Linked DNA regions of Danio rerio: region 2 is linked to region 1. A link is a contact called in public Hi-C data. All regions are on one chromosome and are shown on one strand. The core of a region is the stretch at or near the end of the contact, and the rest is flanking DNA. Distances in the headings are between cores, read along the strand shown. Region 1 overlaps si:dkey-178e17.1. Region 2 holds the start of si:dkey-178e17.1.

Region 1 (3,656 bases), core at 515-3,014:
CAATAACAACAACAACAATAATAATAATAATAATAATAATAATGATAATAATAATAATAAACATTGCAAAACTGTTTGCTACGTTACTTCTTTGATCTGGCTTATTTATTGATGCATAAAATAAAATAAAGTCTTTGTTTAATATCTAAATTTTTACATGGCCTATTTACTTTTTGGTAAAATTAAATTAAACTAAATTATTAAATTTAATTATTTAAAAAATTAACTTGCAACATCAATTCTTTGATGTGTGTTTTTTATAGCTGCAAAATAAAATAAAATAAAACAATAAAAAATAAAAATAAAAAATCAATTTTGTTTTTTTATTTATTGTTGGCAAAATTAAATTAAATGATTAAAAATGTCTTGCTATGTCAATTCTTTTATGTGGCATACAAATAGCTGCATGAAAAACAATAATAAAAATAAATTAAATTTAAAAATCCAAAGAATACGAATTTAATAACACTAAATAAACCTATATACAATGCACATTGTATGTTTTTTTTAAATACAATTAATTTATAATATTTATGCAAAAAATATAACTTTTGTCAGTCCAATTATTCTGCTTCGCTATCGAGTTTATTCATCAACTGTAAAATGAAAAAAAAAAATTAAATCTGCCTTTTTTATTTACAGTTAAAGTCAGAATTATTAGCCCCCCTTTGATTTTTATCCCAAATGATGTTTCACGGAGCAAGGACACTGTGATAATATTTCTTCTTCAGGAGAAAGTCATATTTGTTTATTTCGGCTAGAATAAAAGCAGTTTAGAATTTTTTAAACACCATTTTAAGGTCAAATTTATTAGCCCCTTTAAGCTATATTTTTTCGATAATCTACAGAACAAACCATCGTTATACAATAACTTGCCTAATTACCCTAACCTGCCTAGTTAATCTAATTAACCTAGTTAAGCCTTTAAATGTCTCTTTAAGCTGTATAGAAGTGTCTTGAAGAATATCTAGTCAAATATTATTTACTGTCATCATGACAAAGATAAAATAAATCAGCTATTAGAGATGAGTTATTAAAACTATTATGATTAGAAATGTGCTGAAAAAAATCTGCTCTCTGTTAAAAAGAAATTTTTGAAAAGAAATAAACAAAGGGCGAATAATTTAGGGGGGCTAATAATTCTGACCTCAGTTGTATAACGTCTTACATTTGGCCTAATTATTGTTGGTTAAATTAAAGTATCTTATACATAAATGCTTGCCACATCACTTCTTTGAATAAAATAAAATTATTTAAATTAAAATCTATTGATGCATAAAAAATAAAAATGTAAAAGAAATCCAATGAATACTAATTTAATCAGGCTAGATGAAATATATACAATGCACATTGTGTGCTTTTTTCCCAATTTCCAAATCCAATTTTGTGCAAGAACATATATTTTGCCAGTCTAACTAATGTGCTCAGCTTTCCAGTTTATCCATTACCCGTAAATGGAGGGTCAAGCTGAGTGCAGTCTATTGTGGAAAACACTCAATGCCCACACAGTGTTTTACAAACATGAGTTGATTTTGAGAATATGATCATTTGGGATGCATTAAACCAATACGGATTTCTCAGTCTTTAAAGTCTGCATGAAGCTGAACTGCAACCATTTTTTCCATATTGTTTTGCAGTTTCTAGAGAAACAGAATATTAAATGACAAAGCAGTGGGCGTGGCTTGTTTTTTCTACTGTAAGCTGATTGGATGTAGTAAAGCAGGTGTTTCGTTTAGATAGGAAAAAGGGTTTGGGCAGAGTTATTACAACCTAACAGACTCCTCCTCCTCACCATTTCTGCTTGTCATAGTGATGTCAAAACTTACAGCTGGAGGGGCGTGGTTAAGCATGTTAGCCACACCCAAAACCTCAGACAGACCTAATCTGAGAATTGAACTGAAAACAAACAGGAAGCGCATTTTCAGATTACAATTAAAGATTACAAGATCAAACTATTTTATTTTTCTTCAAGACACGCACAGATGAATTGTTCAGCACAAAACTAGGAATGGGGACTTTAAGGTTTGAGTCCCAGATTGAAGGTTTGCAGTGTGGTTTTGATTAAAGCGAGACGCTGCTCATAAATGCAACCTGGGCTGAAATCCAGCAGACAGACGTACAGAACGGCTCCATTAGCAGGACAAACACAAGGTCGAAACACCAATGCAATCAGCTAATGAAAGAGGGGAGAAGAACATGAAGAGGAGGAGGAGGAGATCATCAATCTGATGGAGGAGAAACCGCTCTAAAGCACAGCTGATCCAGGAACAGATCCGCTTTACTGATCAATTACAATTATTAGCTCTCCTGTGTATACTGACTCTTTTCAAATATTCCTCAAGTGATATTCAGGCACATTTCTCACAGTATTTCCTATGATATTTCTTCCTCTGGAGAAAGTCTTATTTGTTTTATTTCGGCTAGAATAAAAGCAGTTTTTAATAGTTAAACCCATTTTAATGTCAGTATTATTAGCCTCCTTAAGCAATATTTGTTTGGATTGTCTCCAGAACAAACCACTGATGTATAATGACTTGCCTAATTACCCTTACTAATCTAGTTAAGCCTTTAAATGTCACTTTAAGCTGAATACTAGTATCCTGAAGAATATCTAGTCTAATATTATTTACTGTCATCATGACGAAGAGAAAATAAAACAGTTATTAGAAATGAGTTATTTAAACTATTATGCTTAGAAATGTGTTGAAGAAATCTGCTCTCCCTTAAACAGAAATATAAAATAAATAATATTTATCAGGAGGGAAGAGAAGAGAAATATGTGGAGATCTGGACCTAGATTTAACTTTCATCTGTTCATGCATACCTGAATGCTGACAGAGTTTATTCCTGAAATCAGGACATGTTTTTACAAAAAAACAAATAAATAAATAAATTAGTGGTAGGCACTGTGGCCTCACAGCAAGAAGGTCTCTGGTTTGAGTCCTGGCTGGGTCAGTTGGCATTTCTGTGTGGAGTTTGCATGTTCTCCCCGTGTTGGCGTGGGTTTCTTCTGGGTGCTGGTTTTAGTTCATTCCGCTGTGGCGACCCCTGATGAATAAGGGACTAAGCTGAAGGAAAATGAATGAATGAAGAAAATAAAATTTGGAAATGTGATTTTTAAAACAAACGTTAATCCTGGTCGCATTTTTAATACATTTTAGTCTGATTTATTTTTGTATGTTGGTATTTTAGTTTCGCATTAATTGTCTGTTACGTTATGTCAACAAGACCTAATAAAAAGAAAATGAAAGCAGATCATGTCCAAAAACAACATCAGGGCTCGAAATTAACTTTTTTACTTGGTAGCACCGGTGCTCCCAACTTCAAATATTTAGGAGCCCCAAAATAAATTTAGGAGCACTAGAAAAAATTTAGGAGCACCCACCAAAAATGATTGAGCACCGCTGCAAATTGCTTTTTAAGGGATTTATTGTATTTTAAAACAACATCAATAGGACTGACAAAAACCAGAAACAACTATCTAACTAATGCTGCGAAGACATTGATATTTGTGTGCAATAATTCCAAAATGAATGTCTAATAATTATAGAATATTAGTGATGATGAAAATGACAATAATAGTAACAATGAATTCCATTTCTCATTATGATACTGCCTTGAATGTGCATGAATGTAGGTTATCTGCTATAAAAAGT
Region 2 (3,880 bases), core at 588-3,087, 42 kb after region 1:
TATACAATCGATTATGAAAACGATTGACACGTAGCTCCGCAGAAAGAAAGATGGTTCGTTTTGTCGCGCGCACGTGACAGGTACCCCCTGCAGTGAGCTATGGAAGTAAATTGCGCATGCGCCAGAAGCTTATAAGGCGCATGCGCCAACAAGAAGGGCACGCATAAACGCAAAACTAAGAATTTTGTATTAGTTCAACGAAATATTTTAAGTTTTTCACATTGAAGCACCATATTTGTTGAACAAACTAACTATTATTTGTCAGCATTTCAAATGAAAATATTTAAATTCAGTTAACTTATTAATCTTTGTTCAGAGGACTTTTTGAAAGTTGGCGTTTTTACAGTGTAGTTACATAGAATAATTGTAGAAACCTACTTTTTTAAAACAGTTGTTGTGTTACCACAGCAAATATAAATTACCACGGAAGATTGAATTATTATTGTTCAAAAACACTAGCATTTACTACACATTACTATAGTATTTTTCATGTGTGTGAAGCTGTCTCATCCTCTGATAGGAGCATCAGCTTTGAGGACATCAGCTCTATATCCTTGTATATAGCCACATCTGACCTTTAAACGCTGATAAATCGCATTTAAACCTCAACATCTTTACTAAACCAACATAATTAATCAGCTGTAATATTAATATTCATAATGTGCAAGTATTTTCTGACTGACAAATTCAGCTTTTTTATATTAACCCAGTATGACAGATAAACTAATAATTTTTGTTAATATAAATCTTAAATTTAGACATAAATAATCAATTTAAAGCAGTTTACACAGTGATAATACCTCAAACGACTTAACAAAATGGTTTATAATTTTGCTAAACATCAAGATTTAGTGGATAACATCCATTTTCGCAGGTCAAGAAACTTGTTTGCTAACATAAAATATACAGTAATGAAGCACTGTAGTTACATAGAATAGTTGTAGAAATCTACTTTTTTAAAAACAATTGTTGTGTTACCACAGCAAATATAAATGACCACAAAAGATGGAATTAATATTGTTCAAAAACACTAGCATTTACTATACATTGCTATATTTTCATGTGTGTAATGCTGTCTCTTTCTCTGAGACGAGGATCAGCTTTGAGGACATCAGCTCTGTGTCCTTGTATATAGCCATATCTGACCTTTTAAACGCTGATAAATCACATTTAAACCTCAGCATCTCTAATAAACCAACATGGTTATTCTGCTGTAATATTAATATTCATAATGTGTGAGCATTTTTTGACTGAAAAATTCAGCTTTTTTCATATTAACGCAGTATGACAAGATAAACTAATGTTTTTGTGATTGTAAATTTTAAATGTAGATATAAATAATCAATATTAAGCAGTTTACACAGTGATAATACCTCAAACAACTTAACAAAATGGTTTATAATTTCACTAAACATCGTGATTTAGTGGATAACATCAATTTTCGCGGGTCAAGAAACTTGATTGCAAACAGGAAATATACAGTAATGAAGCACTGTAGTTGCATATAAAATATAAACAGCCAAAAATAAACCATGAAACATCTTAATAGATTAATTAACATCACAAAAACTCGATTTCAACAGTTTTTTCTTCATGTCCGGAGCTTGTTTTGTAAGTTCAACTGTCATTCGGAGTTTAGAAATGAATGGAAATCCCCTCAGAAGTGCGATGAAGGCGCAGTTGTGTGTTTTAAGCTCATTGTTTTGTAGTTGTGTGTTAAAGTGATGTGTGACTGACCTGCCAGGATGGCTTTTCCAGGATGGGTGAGTTTAGCTTTCGCTGCTCCGCGTTCACGCGTCATCTTCAGTCTGTCAGGAACGCGCACAGCACGCGCATCTGAGAGCAGCGGGCGATCCGCCGACCATAGACTGATGACATGAGACAGCGCTCAGCCAATCAGCGGCCAGAACACAGAGCGGGGCGGGTCTTGCGTCTCTCAGTTTCTCTCTCCCTCTCTCAGTGCCACGCCCTCGATGACAGAAACTGGATTTTATGAAAGCAGATCTGGATTCAATCTCAATTTACACCCTAAAACCTTGACTTCGCAACAACGTTTAGATTTAAATAAGAAACAAAGCAACAAAACTCCACAGTCTGGAACCTCAGACCTGCAAAAACTTGAAACAAACAGAATATATAAAGAATAACAACACACTAAATAATAGTATGCATTCATAAATCAACAAACAAAATAAAAATGTGATAAAAAAAAAACAATACAAGTAGTTTTAAAAAAGTAAAAAAAAATTACATTTAATTTTTACAATTATTTGTACATTTACTTACAATCACAAGACAGCACAGTGGAAAGGGCATGCATTCATTAAAAATGGTGATAAAACAATTTAAAAAAAATTTTAATGTGTATATTTACTTAGAGTTATTAATTTTCCATATCCATAATTGATTAATTATGTACAAATTATCCTCCTTTATATAAACACACAAACAAACAAACCTAAAAATTAAACAAAAGAAAATTAAATAAAGTTAAATAAATACCAATAAATAGTACATAAAATAGAAAAGGAGATTCAATATGCATAAATACAATAAATTAACTTTAAAAGCAATAAATAGAAAATAATAAAATACCTAAATTATTTTATATAATAGAACAAATAAAAATAAAGAATACAGAAAACAAAAGAACCCTATAATATAAATAGAATAATAAATGCAAATAAAAAATAAGTTAGAATAAACTCAGACTGCAATACAGAAAAATAATGATATTTATATATACAAACAAAGAATAAAACTGTTAAAAAGAAAATAAAATTAGGAATAACTAAATAAAAGAATCAAGTATTATGTATCAATAAATAAATAACTTTGAAATAAGTTGATAAATACAAAAAGCAATAAAGGATTATAGGATTAAAAATGTACTTTAAAAACAGCATTTGTTTATTATTTTATTGATATTCTTTTATTTTATTAATAATTACTTTGTAAAAAAATATTTCGAGTTTTGAACCTCCATACATAAATGATAAATAAATTGTATTTTTTTATATTTCATTCATTTTATTAAATAAATATTTGTTGAGAAGTTAATAAACAATAAACTACAGATCACAAACAGATTTACATTAATTTAATTATTTATAATTTAATTCTAAACAGAATTAAATATTTCTTAAAGCAACAAAGTTTTTATTAAGTCATTTATATAGTTAGATATTAAAGTCCATATTTAACCCAATGTTGGGTCATGACAACCCAGCATTTTTAGAGTGTAATTTCATCATCATGACTGGAGCCCATATTAAAAGATGTCAAATTTTTTTTAATTAAATTTCTGGAACATAAACAATAAATCAATTTTTAAAAATGCTGGGTTGTCATACACTTTTCAACCCGACAACACAAGATATTTTAGAGTAAACAAATATAATATTATGAGTGGAGGTAATATTAAAAAATTTGAGTAACATTTTTTAATTAAATGTATAAAAACAAAAACAGTAAGTGTATCGTACAACTAAAAAAAAGCAGTGTTGTTGTAGCCCAACATTGGGTCTAAATGGACAAACTCAACCATTGGGTTAAAAGGTTTCACTTAAATTAGTTGAAAATATACCAAATGTTGGGTTTGTTCATATTTGACCCAATGTTGGGGTAAAATACAACCCAGCATTTTAGAGTATATAATATAAATCTCTCTCTATATATTGATGTATATATAATGAAATATAATTTAATGATTTGAGAGAATATAAAGAAATATGCAATAGGATTTTTGGAATATTAACAATAAACGTATCCTATAACTGTAGCAGTGATCTACCAGGGGCCCTCTAAAGATAATGGGTTGTTGAAACTTAACGTTAAGTTAAATTTGAACAAACCCAACATTCGGGTTAAAATTTTCAAT

The links. A called contact is a pair of places that touch in the nucleus more often than the background predicts.
Region 2: a contact with region 1 is called in a Hi-C map of an unstated tissue, with 2.3 times the contacts expected there. The contact joins the promoter of si:dkey-178e17.1 here to the enhancer-like site in region 1. A contact is called at or near these places in 2 of 18 Hi-C or Micro-C datasets (caudal fin and an unstated tissue).

Annotation. Positions count from the first base shown.
Region 1 is chr8:3,179,572-3,183,227 of GRCz12tu, forward strand. All of the region lies in intron 3 of si:dkey-178e17.1, which reads right to left. Among named protein-coding and RNA genes, the nearest start is that of si:dkey-178e17.3, 27 kb to the left of the region's middle. Within about 2 kb of position 1,765, at least 4 of the 62 cell types and tissues checked have an H3K27ac peak or open chromatin away from gene starts, as enhancers often do.
Region 2 is chr8:3,221,437-3,225,316 of GRCz12tu, forward strand. It overlaps si:dkey-178e17.1, which reads right to left and starts at 1,838. Exons shown (of 9, transcript XM_073910005.1): 1 at 1,738-1,838. The coding sequence starts at 1,801.